2 separate regions of the Hordeum vulgare genome follow, and region 1 is linked to region 2. A link is a contact called in public Hi-C data. All regions are on one chromosome and are shown on one strand. Each heading gives the region's core, a stretch centred on a gene start, on an enhancer-like site or on the middle of the called end of the contact. The rest is flanking DNA. Distances are from core to core; before and after follow the strand shown. Region 1 holds the start of LOC123442895. Region 2 holds the start of LOC123442894.

What was found. A called contact is a pair of places that touch in the nucleus more often than the background predicts.
Region 1: a Hi-C map of leaf shows a contact between it and region 2, with 2.4 times the contacts expected there. The contact joins the promoter of LOC123442895 here to the promoter of LOC123442894 in region 2. A contact is called at or near these places in 2 of 6 Hi-C or Micro-C datasets (leaf and seedling).

What each region holds. Positions count from the first base shown.
Region 1 is chr3H:43,893,646-43,900,790 of MorexV3_pseudomolecules_assembly, reverse strand. It overlaps LOC123442895, which reads right to left and starts at 2,687. Exons shown (of 10, transcript XM_045119075.1): 1 at 1,781-2,687; 2 at 1,376-1,468; 3 at 951-1,040; 4 at 187-291; 5 at 1-2. The coding sequence starts at 188.
Region 2 is chr3H:43,637,965-43,644,569 of MorexV3_pseudomolecules_assembly, reverse strand. LOC123442894 reads right to left here and starts at 2,301. Exons shown (of 11, transcript XM_045119071.1): 1 at 1,625-2,301; 2 at 1,361-1,543; 3 at 621-730. The coding sequence starts at 2,224. LOC123442893 (protein ALWAYS EARLY 3-like) reads left to right here and starts at 5,386. Exons shown (of 16, transcript XM_045119070.1): 1 at 5,386-5,625.

The DNA.
Region 1 (7,145 bases), core at 1,438-3,937, 260 kb before region 2:
CCCTGATGAAAACATGTTGGTCGGTGAATATGGAAGTAAAGGAAAGAATTGCTAACTTCTTTAAAAAAACTAATAATAAAAACTATTTATTTATGAGAGTACATATAATAGCCAAAACAGACCCTTTATCAAATGCTCATGTAAAAAGGCACACAAAGAATATCAGAAATAACTAAGAAAATTTACATTAGCTCATTCGGTGATGGTTCTTGTTCTCGTCTGTCACGGGACCGCCTGAGGCGGCCTGAATATAGAACACTTTGCCGAACATGGGTTGCAGTTCCAGCTTGCCTGCAAGTGTTGAATGGGTGAATTCATCTCTCTAAAGAAAAGAAAAAGACCTTGGTTACCCTAAAGGAACAGCAGCAGCCCTCATGGCCACTCATGTGCCGGTGGTGTTACGAGTTGCAACCTAGTAGATCATTAGTTTGTGCTTTATGGGCTTATAAACTTAATTTGCTAAATGCAATAGCAGTTCATGCAAATCCCCTAGAAATATTATCTAGAAATTAAAATGGTAATTCATAATGCTTACACACATTGTGGCACCACAGGCTCACAGCACACCAATTACATACTGGTCAGATGCCAATTTCTCCATTATTCGATTCATTTATTACGCTTGATTAATTTATATACGTTTCGTATGCTACATTTGCAAATTTGTAACTTGTTAGTAACAAGAAACAAGATAAACCTGGAGATTCAAAAAGCAAAACAAATCGATAAATATTAAGCAATGATTCTAAGGAGCTCCATACATGCACTGTAGATGTAGACAATTTGCAAAACTTATGCGTGTGTTAGCAATAAAAATTACTCTAGAGTTCCAAGATAGATTTTTCTAAACCTTGGAAGTGCATCGAACTTTATAGATTGCACTTGCACAGAAATCCATGGGAGCAAGCACCCGTCATTCAAAGAGAAGTACCAACATAGAATGGTCATACCTGTGAGTTGTCTCAGGGGTAGGGCGTGATTGATCAAGTGTCAGGGCTTCAAACTCCCTGCTGCTTACCTCACCCGCATGCTCCTCAACCCTAACCAAAACAAGCACGGGAATACGCTCACTCATCACTGATAAGATATGACGGGAGGTGCTGCAATAATGACCATGGCATTCTAGTTTATCTACAAGGACTGAAGGCTAGTGTAATAAATACTCCTTCTGTCCCGAATTACTTGTCAAAGAAACAGATGTATATAGACGTATTTTAGTTCTAAATACATCCATTTTTTATCCATTCCAGCGACAAGTAATTCCGGACGGAGGGAGTATTTTAAATAGCTAATATGTTACGGACTGGTAATAGGCACATGTGCGGTAGGTAACCATAATGGAAACAGAGAAGACGGCAGCTAGAGTCACACTTACGGTAGCTTATCTGATGTAGGTCTCCTGGATCGCCTGGGGCGAGCTGAATAGAGAAGGCTCTGGCGGATACGTCCTCTCGTGGCTGCGGGCAAGCTGCAAAGGTTGAAAGATCTGAAGTTAGGTTTGCTAAGATCTTATTGCTGCATAGTTGGTATGTTATCACCATCCCGTAATTATAGAAACTGCGATTGGTATGTATTTTTAACCCACTGATGTAATACATATATGAGAAAGAGACCACCGTATATTGGTACTGGCCAAAACCTTTTCTATGTCGGCATATAATCATCATAACTAAAAGAAAATCATGTCTAAGCTGGTGTTGTATTGCTCTTATGATCAAAGTTTCTCTTTTGAATGGCAATAGTTAGCTGCTCGTAAAAGGGGCAAGGGGGAAAAGCTCACACAGCAGTATCTGTCGAAGAGTCTTCCCTACGAGACTCGTCAGGAGCAGCGGCGGAGCTTGGGCGTGACAAACTCGGGCACTGGACCGCCCTTTGAGGCAAAATTTTCCATCCTCCTAATCCTAATACCTCTTCTAATCCCCCGGTTTCTCGAATCTTCGTCTTTATATCTTGTATGTGATCCCTTTTGGCCCCCCTTGATTAAGGTTCCCGCTTTGCCACTGATCGTGAGCTTGCACCTCGCTGTGTTGAATGTCACGAGGAGTTTCAGGGTGGCCATGGCTTCCCATGGTGTGGCCGACGGGGGAACCTAGTGTGGTTTCAGGGAGGTCCTCCGTCTGTAGCTGGCTGGCTCCCTGCTCCAGCTCCAGATCTACGGCCTCCTCGCATCTTAGCTTGCCTCCTCGCTTCCTTCTCCGCTGTCAATTTCGTCGGCGGTTCATGACTGCGGGGAGTACCTTGCTCCTCAAACTGGGGGTATCGAGAGTCGGTAGGGGCAGGAGTTTGAGGGTGACGCCTGTGGTGGGGATCTCCATGACCGTCCATGGCGAGGGCGAGGGCGGCCGGCGGCAAGACCTAGGGGCCCGTTCAGCAACACCCTCGCTTCACCAAATCCTCGATTCCGCGCTTCGCGGGCGCAGCGGGAGGAGGAGGTCTTCTTGAGGGCATCCCGGAGACGGCTGGAGCTCGCCGCGACGGCGGGTGTGTGGCGGTTCGAGGCATGGTAGAAAGAGGAGGACGGCGGGAGTACCGGAGGAGGTATCGCGGCTGAAGGCGATGGACAGGACGATGCTGCGGCGGCTCGAGGCGGCGAGCAGGCGCCCAAATCAGCGCTGCGCGGTGTGGCGGCGGCGGCCGGCGGGGTTGGACCGTTGGAGACACCCGTGTCGCAAATGGACAACAGAGGTCCGCGGTGTCCGAATCATTTTTTGCATACCGACGCGTCCGGCTACCAACTCCAATCGACCGACCCAAATGTATGACACTTTTGTCCGACGGATGTGGACGTCCGATTTCTGCATTTGGGTCGATCCATGCATCTAACGCTGGTCCGATTTATTTAACGGCGCGTAAAAAAAATACGGCGCGCTATCCTAGGCGTCCTCGTCGTCGGCGTCGGGTCCGGTAAGGTCAGATTGTGCCGGTGCGGGTAGTGCTGGTGACGACAATGACAACAGTAGCACAGCACGAGCACGCTCCTCCGTCAGGCGCAGCGCCCTCCTATGTTGGAGGTAGGCGACCTCCTCCGGACACATCGAGCGGGGATAGACGACAGGAGGCTTGCCCTTGTTTTGGGTGGAGCCGACCATGGCTGCTGGCTAGGGTTAGTCGCGAACGAGGGAGCAGATAGGTGGCGAGATGGGGACGGGGTCTGGAAGCAGATGAGACCGAACCCCACCGCACGCTCGGATTAAAAAAGGTCGGCCACGGTCGCGAACGCACGGGCCTGCGAAGGGTGGCTGTCATTAATTAAGTTGATCACGGGTAGTTAAACGACCGGCGGGTGTGGATAGGACGGATACCGAAAGGTCACGCGTACGGGTCGACGCATTTCAATTTCAAATTTGGGTTGGGAATGGATCGACGCGGACGCGAAACGGGCATGTTTTGACAATGAATTCATGCGTTGGGTCATCACATTTGTACATACAGACCCAAACAAACAACGACGGATGAAATAAGTCGTTCCGCTGGAGTTGCTCTAATTCCTAAAAGCAAACTTACAAAAACTTTGCAGGGAGTCCGGATGTGCACAAATCAAAATTCATCATATAGCCATATCCGCTGCTATTTGGCGAAAGAAGAACATTAAATCATTGTACATGTCAGCTTTTTGTTAGTAAAATATGCCTCATTCATATTATAAAACTTAAAATACAAATTATGTAAATACATGTCAGTTATTTGACGGAAGGAGAACACTAAATCATTGTATATATTACTTCCTCCGTTTTTCCGAGTGTGCACTAAACGTCGCACTCGGGGACTTAGCTGTGATCAAGAATCACCTAAGTAATAACTTTTTTCGAGTGTGCACTAAACGTCGCACTCAGGGACTTAGTTGTGATCAAGAATCACCTAAGTAATAAATTTTTCCGAGTGTGCACTAAACGTCGCATTCGGAGACTTAGCTGTGATCAAGAATCACCTAAGTAATAAATTTCTCCGACTGTGCACTAAACGCCGCACCCGGGGACTTAGCTGTGATCAAGAATCGCCTAAGTTTTAACTTTCTTAGAGTGTGCACTTCACGCCACACTCCGAGACTTAGATGCGATCAAGAATCGCCTAAGTATCAACTTTCTCCAAGCATACACTCGGAGATTTAGCTGCGATACAGAATCGCCTAAATACATGAGTAACACTTACGTGCTACGCATGTTTGCCATTGGCTTCACCCAGAAACGCCAAACAAAAAATTCGAATCAAAATTGCAACACAAGAGCAAACGATTTGATTCAGATTCAAAAGTTCCAACAAAGACAGTTCACTCGGTGCGGATCAAGCTTACCCGCACCGATCCAAGCATATGACGGCCAACAGCAGTTGCCAAAGTTCCTTACAGATCAGCACTCGGCATACCGAGGATAAAAGTCTTCTTACGCATCATCTGGATTAGCGCCAGGACTGGAGGGTTCTACGAACGTGTCCAGATCAATATCGTCGGCGATGCGGGTGGCTCTCTCAAGGAAAGTTTCCATGAAGTCTTCGAATCGAAGTTTCTTCATGTTGGCGACCTTCAATGTCTTCAGCTTCTCCTCGCGCACCTCCTTGCAATGAACTCGGACCAGGGACAGAGCAACATCTGCACCACAACGAGCTGCAGATTTCTTCCATGACTGCACTCAGTTCGGAATCTCCTCCAGTCGAGTCATCAAGTTCTCCATCTCCTGCCGCGACTCATCTTCTGGCCAAAGCTCCTTGTCAATTCGGCCGACGACTTCTCTCAGTCGACCGATGAAAGGGCCAACTTTGCCCACGCGGATGTGCGCCCGGAGCAGATCCCGATTGGCGTCTTCGCCGCGTGGAACGTTATCGCGAATCGACCGCTCCACGTCAGCTGCTTCAACTTCAGCATCAATGCAAAAATCTGCAACAGAAGGACACGCAAACAATAAGCGCCGAGTGTGACGCACATACCACAAGCACTCGGAAAAAACATGACTTACCAGCCAGACGCGTCATCATCTGCCGAGCCCAGTCGCTGACGTATTTCTCCTGAGCTATGCATCGTTTGTTCAGCACGTCCATCTGTCCCATCAGAGCAGTCCTCTGTTTCCCCATCTTCTCAACTTCCTCAGTCAGCACTTTGTTCTCTTCACGAGCCTGCTCCAATGACTTCTCTCGTCCAGCCAGAGCATCCTTCATGCCAGCCATTGCAAGCAGCGCCGCATCAAGCTCACCAGCGAACTGATTCCTCTCCGCCGTGAGAGTCTCATAGGTTGTCCCCATTTCACAAGTTTTCTGCTAGCCAACACCAAGGGACAATCAGAAAATTCAACAATAAAAGTCTAAGTTCTTCGGACCCCTGCCGACGCAAGCAGTCGACAGCGGTCTTGGGGACTACACCCAGTGGGTTCACTAAGAGTGACCCCACTGGCATGCAACTCAAGCAGGCCCGCCCTATTGAGATACATGTTACCACCTACGCCTACGAGGCTAATACTACCCGACCTGAGTACATATTACTCTCGGGGACTCTTACAGTAAGTGCACCCCGAGTGCCACAACTGTTTGCAGTCGGTCAAATTATTTACAGACCTGACCAAAGCAAAGACAATATGTATAAAGACAACTGCCGGTGCAAGCACTCGACAGAAGTCTCGGGGACTACACCCACTGGGTTCACTCAGAGTGAACCCATTGCAAACAAACAGATGCTATCTAAGAACACCCAGTGGGTTACAAGAGAAAAGTAAATACTTACTAGCCCACTTACTCGGATATCATCCTGCAGCTCCAAGCTCCGCTGGTACAAGGATGCGACGGAGTCGTAGGCCTTCTTGGCTTCTTCAGCCATCAGCTCCGCCTGCACCATGGCTCCCTTGGCCGCTCCCACCTGCTCCTCTGGGAGACACTGGATGTTGAACTCGACATTCGACGAACCTGGCATCGTCGGAAGTTCCTGAGGCATCCCAAGGTCCGCTCCGGTCGACTCCTCAACCACCAGCGCCGGTTCAGTCGGCGGCAGCGCCTCAGTCGGCAGCACGTCTGCGGCGAGAGCAGTAACAGGCGGAGCAGCCTCAAGAACAGGCGGAGCAGCTTGTTCAGCTCTCCCCTGGTCACCCTCGTCCATGCAAATCGCCCCTGATAGACCGAACGGCGCGAGATCTCAGAAAAAGAAAGAGGCAAGACCTATGATAGAATTCGCGACGCGATAGTATAAAACTCTCGGAGTCACTACAACGCACCTGACTGGGACGAGACGACGTTGTCCGTGTCCATGGGGTCGTCCTCCTGGCACGCCGGACAGGTGGCGGAGGTAGCAACTCTGATGAGTGAAATCTATTCGACCAATAAACAAGAGTACACTCGAATATCAGAAGAAATTAGAAGATCGATGCGCTTACGTGGAGGTGACGGGGACAGCAACCCTCATCCGCGACAGAGCCTTCCGAGGCTTAGACCCACTCGGTTTGGACGCCTTGGAAGACTGACCCGCAGGCTCAGCAGCAACATCCCTGGCCCTCTTGGTGCTCCGAGCACTCGGGACCACGGGGGCAGTGGGCGGAGCACTCGAAGATGCCGGAGGGACCAAGGGAATAGCAGGATCGTGTCGCCGCTTGGTCCGATGCTCTAACTGCGGAGGCGGCGAGTCCTGCTCTTCGTCTTCCTCCTCTTCCTCGCTAGTCTCCTCCTCCGATTCCCCGCTGTCGGAGACATACTCAGCGCTCTCCATGCTGCCTTCCTCCTCCTCCTCGGCCGGGTTCCCGTTCGAGACGGGAGAAAACCAGTTGGTCCACTTCTGCATAAAATTCAGTCGGCGGCATCAGACGTCACACAGAGATTCAAGCAAACGATAAGATTAAGACAGTTACGCGCACTCGGCAAATGTCACTCACCTGATTCGGAGGAGGATTATCCGCGCGGAAAGGCTTCACTCGCCGGTATCCTTTAGGATTCTCGCAGGGGCCTGTGATCTGGAGCACCCACGAGGTTCACGCCCACAACGATGGTCCGAGTAGAATCCTCGGGCCCCGTGTAATGCCACATGGCGTGGTCGCGAGCCTGCAGGGGTTGGATGTGCCGACCGAGGAAGACCTCCAGCAAGTCTATGTCGGTGACCCCCCTTCTAACGACATCTACGAGTGCCTCGACCAGAGGCTGGATGTCGTTCTTCTCCGCCTTCGTGAGCGCGAGCTGCT
Region 2 (6,605 bases), core at 1,052-3,551:
GCATCCATCAGACAAAAAGATTGTTCAAAAAGTAACAAAAAGGTTGAATGGCGACTTTGTTTGGTGGGAAACAACATGACCTGTCCCTGCCTTAACAACTATACTTTCTTAACTGGAAGATTTGTAAATAATGCCTTTCTAGATATCAATATATGGCCAAGCAGCTAATGAGGCCAAAGATAAAAACGTAATTCACAGTTTATCAATTTAATTTGTTATTGTATACTAGTTTATTTGAGTGCATTGTATTAGTACCATTCTGTTTATTTGAGTAGCAATAATATTAGTATGTCTGGAACTATACCAAGCATGAAATTTGCATGCAGTAAACAGTACTCCCTCTGTTCCTAAATATAAGACTTTTTAGAGATTCCACAAAGGGACTACATACAAAATAAAATGAGTGAATCTATACTTTAAAGTGTGTGTATATACATTCGTATGTAGTCCTCTAGTGAAAACTCTAAAAAGACTTATATTTAGGAACGGAGGGAGTAGATATGATGACATACTACGAATCAGAAATGCACATCCGGATTCATGGAAAGTGAGATATACATCATCAGCTGCATTACTGTTGAATCAAGTGGGGGAAAAAACAATCAGATGGGTCACTATACCTTCCCGTTCGTATCATTAAATGCTTGAGAAACCCAGTGTGCTTGTAGACATCGTAAGGCGTGAGGCCAAGAGCCGGATCCGTCCAACTTCCTTGAACAACTGCAAGAACCTATGGAAATTAGCAATTAATCAATTCAACATTCCCTGTAATCAAACATCAAGAACGAATATGCTATGTGCTCACCAATTCAACGATAGTACGATAACATAATCACACACCCAAAAGAAAGTGAACGAACAAACAAAATCAAACCAAACTACACCAGACCGCTACCACCACCAGGTAACATGATGGTCCCAGAAATATAGCCAAGCTCAGTAATTCCCCAGCAACATAGCATTTGCATTGCAAATATGGCACAAACAGTCTAGCTTTGACACAATCAGCATAGTAGACTTCAAGTGAAGAATGATCCTAAGAGTTGAACAGATAGATCTAAGAAATATACTTCAGTATGTAAGCAAAATCATCTTAGCAATGCATGTGTGTATTTTATCTGATATAGCAATACATTACTTACATTCAGAGAATTAAAAGCCTAGCTTTAGAGTGTCAAGCTAATCAACCGGAACAGTATGTATGATGCTACCACCAAGCTAACAATATAAGTTATATATCTCTACCATCCGACATCAACAACCAATCAAAAAAAAAAAAAAAGTTGGTACTGACACACTGAATTTGATACTCTTTTTTCAGGAAGCAAATCCAGTGCATTCTCATCAACCAGTTCATTACCTTATCTGCCGGATCACTATGCAGCAAGCACGTCTCGACATGAAGCACCTTGTCAAAGAACCCCGGTGCATGCAGGCCAAGCGAATAACCATCAGTCTCCAGCTCTTCCCCCTTTGACACCTCCTCTTTCTCCTCCTTCCACTCCCTTTTCATCCACCTCTTCGTCCCAAACGAGAACTCCATCTACAAACATGGCAGCAAATGCATCACCACCCACACCCCAAACCCTTCCTAAACCCCCAAAGGCCCAAACCCAAACCTCACCTTGTTCCTGTACCGAAAAATCTCGTCGCACGGCACGATGGGCTTGAGTATGGCATCGGAATCCGAGCTCTCCAACTTCCTGGGATCAAACTTGCCGAAATTTACCAGCAAGTCGCGGACCTGAACGTACTTGTGGTGGATTTGCGCAGAGTAGGCGAGGGACTGGCTCTTGCAGCCGCCACAGTCGGCGGCGAGGGGGCAGGGGGCCTCGACGGCGTCGTGGTGCGGCGAGAGGGTCTTGAGCTTGGCGGCCTCGGCGAAGGCGCCGCGGCGGAGCCGACGGACGCGGGCGACGAGGCGCTCGCCGGGGAGAGCGCCGTCGCAGAGCAGGACGAAGGAGGAGCCGTCGACCTTGCAGACGCCCTTCCCCTTGAAGGCGAGCCCCTCGCAGGTAAGCTCGAGGATCTCGTTCTTCTTGGGGAAGTACCCCTTCCCGCGTGGACGCGGCGGCGGCGGTGGCGGCTGGGACGGGGTGGGAGCAGGCGCGGGGGCTTCCGAGGCAGCGGCCGCGATGGAGAGGAAACGGCGGTGATGGTGGAGGGGTATGCGGCGGCGGAGGAGGGTGCCGGAGAGGGGGGAGAAGGCGCCGGCGGCGGCCATCTGGGCGGTGGGTGTGGCGCGGTGAGGATTGACGGCGGACGGTGGAGATGGCGCGGCCGAGGATGGTGGTAACCACTCTGTCACGACGGGCCCACTGTTCAGTTAGCAAACCACCACACCGGTGGGCAATTTGCAGTGCGGACCCTTCAGAATCACAATATCTGATCATTTTTGGGAAAGTTGTGCACTACCCAAAAGCTATGTAATTGCCGGGTTGCATTAATATTCTAGTGAATTAATACGATCCAGCAATTGCATGCTAAAGATGGATTTGCTGATTGAATTGACATTTATTAGCTTACTATAAAAACATATTTTATTTGATAACCTAGTAGGATATGGAAGAGTTAAGATCAGTTTGAAAACCCAATATCAATTAGGGCCCGTTATGTAGCCCGGTAGCTTCCCCTCCCCCCCCCCTTACAACCCATGATGCGGAACCCACTAGTAAAAGGAAACCCGTCAACGCATTTGGTTGTTGATGGTTTTTCGGCCCGATACGCGTTAACAGGGGAGGGGGGTCCACGTCTCTAGAGGTCAAAGAGAACCATCGGGTCTCCTCTCACTCTCCCTCCCTCCCTCTCTCGCTCGCTCGCCCCCTCTCTCTCTCTCTCTCTCTTTCTCTCTCCCTCACTTTATCTATCTCTATATCTCTCTCTCTCGATTGACCGATCGAGAGGCGACGGCGCACGCCTCAACCTCCTTCACCTACCGACTAAGAGTAGCACCTCCATCTTCCTCCCACAACATCCTTAAGCGCTAGCCTTCGATTTTCTTTGCCCTTCGGCGATGGAAGTGGTTGTATCCTTCCCCAAGCTCCACTCAGATGAGTTTTTCCAAGTGGATGCCTTTCCCCTACCATTCAGATGAGTTCTTTGCAGATCCACAAATGTCGTCCATTGTGGTAGCCTCTTCAAATGTAGGACACATCTTGATATGTACTCATAGTTTACTTTGCCACACATCTGGTTTGCACCTAGAGCTATTGTTTGTTTCAATGTTTTTTAAAACATGTCACACTTCATTAGAAGCCCGCCCTAACGTTGCAATATACCCGCCATTTTTTAAAACTTTGTAACGGCTTTGCTAATCAAATTATTCCAGAGATTATTATAGCTTCATGAATCGTATTGCATGTTTGGTTCTACCCATGTCTTATTCGCCCATACATTTAAGGGATATCTACTGTTACTAGTTGTTCCCTGGTTTTGTCGTCACGTGTCACACTTTATTAGCATATTGCCTCACTTTGGCATAGGCACGTCATTCTTTCAAACAATGTAACGGATACTAATAACTGAAATATTAATGGAACGTTATATAGCTTGTCGCGCTTTATAGTGGTAGAAAGCGCGGGAAAGCTTTGCTCGGCCATGAACCAAATATGCCCCCCAAATTCCCAAGTAACATAATAACCATCTAGCACGAGGGCATCACTGCAAAAAGAAAATATACACAGATCGCCTTGTGCTTGCTCCCCACCAGACCCTCCGAAGGCAATACGACGACCCAACAAGTGTTCCCGAAACTAAAACAAGACCTCCATTCCCGCCCCTAGTTTTTAAATGGACACACTTACATTTACCCCACGGAACCTTACCCACCTCGCATATCCACCCTCACACCCGCCCTTCCCTGCTCGCCTCCTCATGCCCCCTCTTCTTCTTGTATCCTACACCCGTCAAGCCGCATGGACCACAATCGACAATCTCACCACCATCGCCTCCTCCTCCCTCGCCCCCGATGAACCTCATCCGCGGGGCCCCCAGGTCAGATGCAAATATATGGGAGAAAGATGGCCTCTTCCCAACACATAAGATGGTGAAGAAAATATCGATGGGAGGGACCGAGCCCTAAGCCATGTAATAATAAAGGAAATCATCCAAAGGGTCTCAAGCCATCCTTGTTGGATCTCAAGGGGAGTAGTGAGAGAACATAACATGATAGATGCTAGAGAGATGTAGCTAAGAGGCTAGCAACATACATGAACCTAATTGGAGAAAAGGATAGGGGATAAAAGGGATAAGAAAGAAAAGAACATGAAGTTAGGCCTCAGACCCAGTAACTCTCCACCTCCGAAAATGCTACCACCACGATGACATTCAGATTGCAGAGAACATGAATACGAATATGAGAATCAACAACAACACCAACCCAAGCCCGGCGCAGGGCCCGGATCTGCTTCCTCCCGGCCTTGCCGAATCCTTCTCCAACCACCATGGATGAGATGAGTGGAGGAAGGAAGAAAGATACACGATCCGGTTCATTATTTGAGATAGGTAAAACACAACCACTTGGGATGCAGAAAACATGGTGAGTATAGGCATGGCGGGGTCAGGGGATTGATCCCCTCTCCCGCCTCCTCGTCGGTCGACGAAGCCAACATGGAAGAGAGGAGGAGGAGCATGTTGAGGAAACGAGGAAAGAAAACTCAAACGCAAGAGAAGATAGATAAGTGAGAAAAGAGGAATGGCTCCCCCATGTCGATGAAGTTTTAGGAAGTGTTTGAATCCCAACTCAATGTCCTAATAACGTAATAAGTTTGTAGTTTTTACACAACCTCTTGAATTGTAGGACACATTTGGTCTATAGTCATGTTTTACTTTGCCACACGCATTGGCTGAGCATTGTTTGTTTTATGGGTCATTGTCGCGAATGTGTCATACTTTATTAGACCACTTCCTCACATTGTTGTATACTCTCGTATTTTCAAAACCATGTAACGGCTCTGGCAACGGAATTGTCTTTGAAACGTCGTGCGGCTTCCCGCGGTTTAGCGCTAGAAAAAGCGCGGCAAACTCTATTCGGCCAAGAACCAAACGCGTCCTCAAACTTTCCACGTAACATAATAACCATCTAGCATGGGGGCATCGCTGCAAAAAAAAAAACAATTGCCATGTGTTTTTCTTTCTTCCCCACCAACCAAAACACACCTTCGAAGCCGAAGCGGCGGCCCAACAAGGCCCAGGCCGCACGGCGTCCCTGAAACCGAAACAACAAGCACTTCCGTCGCAGACCCTAATTTTCAAACGGGCAAACTTGCGTTTACCCCCCCGAAGCCCCACCCACCTCGCACATCCGCCCTCCCACCCGGGCTTCCCTTCCCTGCTCGGCTCCTCCTCCTCTACTTGTATCCTGCGCCCGCCAAGCCAAGCCAAGCCTTCCCCACAGGCAAACACAACCGACCACCTCGCCCACTCGCCGCCTCCTCCCTCGCCCCCGATCAGCCTCCGCCGCGGGGACCCCCAGCGGCGCGTCTCCTCCCCGGTGGACGCGGCGAGGCCGAGGGCAGCAGGCGCTACGTCCCCGGCCGTCGGTCGTCGTCCACGCGCGCGGTGCAGGGGCGTCCGAGCTGCGCGTGAGGCGCTGCCCGGGCGCGCTTCTCCCCAGATCCGAGGCAGGTGAGCTTCGCCCGCGGATTGGTTGGTTGAATTTCGCAGGGTGTCGGCGTAATCTCCGGTGAGATGGGTTTTCCGTCGGCGGCCGAGGCTTCCCGGCTGGGATTTCCGCCGTGGGCTTTGGGGCGATTTTGCGGGCAATCTGTCGTGTTTTTGCTGTTCGGTTCGTCATATCCTGGCGTGTTTTCGCTTCATCCTTCACGGATTTCTCCTCTCTCTCTCTCTCTCTCTCTCGGTGGTTCGGTCGCGTCTGGGAGGTCTGTGGGGGCGTTTTTGGGCTGCTCTTGGGGAAGACGCGATGGGGAATTTTGCGGGGCTCTGACTTGCACGTTTTAGATGGTCTCTTCTCTACGAGCAGATGTGTGCTTCGGCCGTTTAGAATTTTTTAGAACCAGTTCCCGTGGAAGATTTGATTGCGAGGTTTGCCTGGGCGCTTGGAACTCTGAGATTTATGGGTCCAAGTCGTTTCGTTTGTTGAGGTTCTGAGGGGATTTCACCCGTGATTTTTGTGCGCCCCGATCTCTGATGAGATGTCCCCTCGGTTGCGCTCTGCTGTTACGATTTTGGCTTGGATTTTTGCCACATGTTTCCCCTTGCCTCTCCGATTAGTATCTGCGAATTTATTTATTTTTACCAATTTTCTTCTTCGTTTCCAGTCATGGATTAATTCTGTCATCGACTTGCAGATCTTATCTAACTCGCTATTGCTTACATTGCTATGGACAACCAAGGGTTTTGGCTACGGGCCATCAAAATTCACCCTTTTTTGGGTACTAACATGGCTAGGAGATTCAAAGTCTGTGTGATTCCCTGATTAAAGCTTGCGAAGCGTGGATTTCCTAAATGAAATCCTCTTCAGCTTTGGTTCTTAAGTAGGTCTAGATGATGTGGTTGAACTCTTCATTATGGTCTCCTTCCCTGAAGCTGATAACTTCGTTGCCCAAATCTGACTAGTGAATACTGTTTAATTGCATATGTATTAA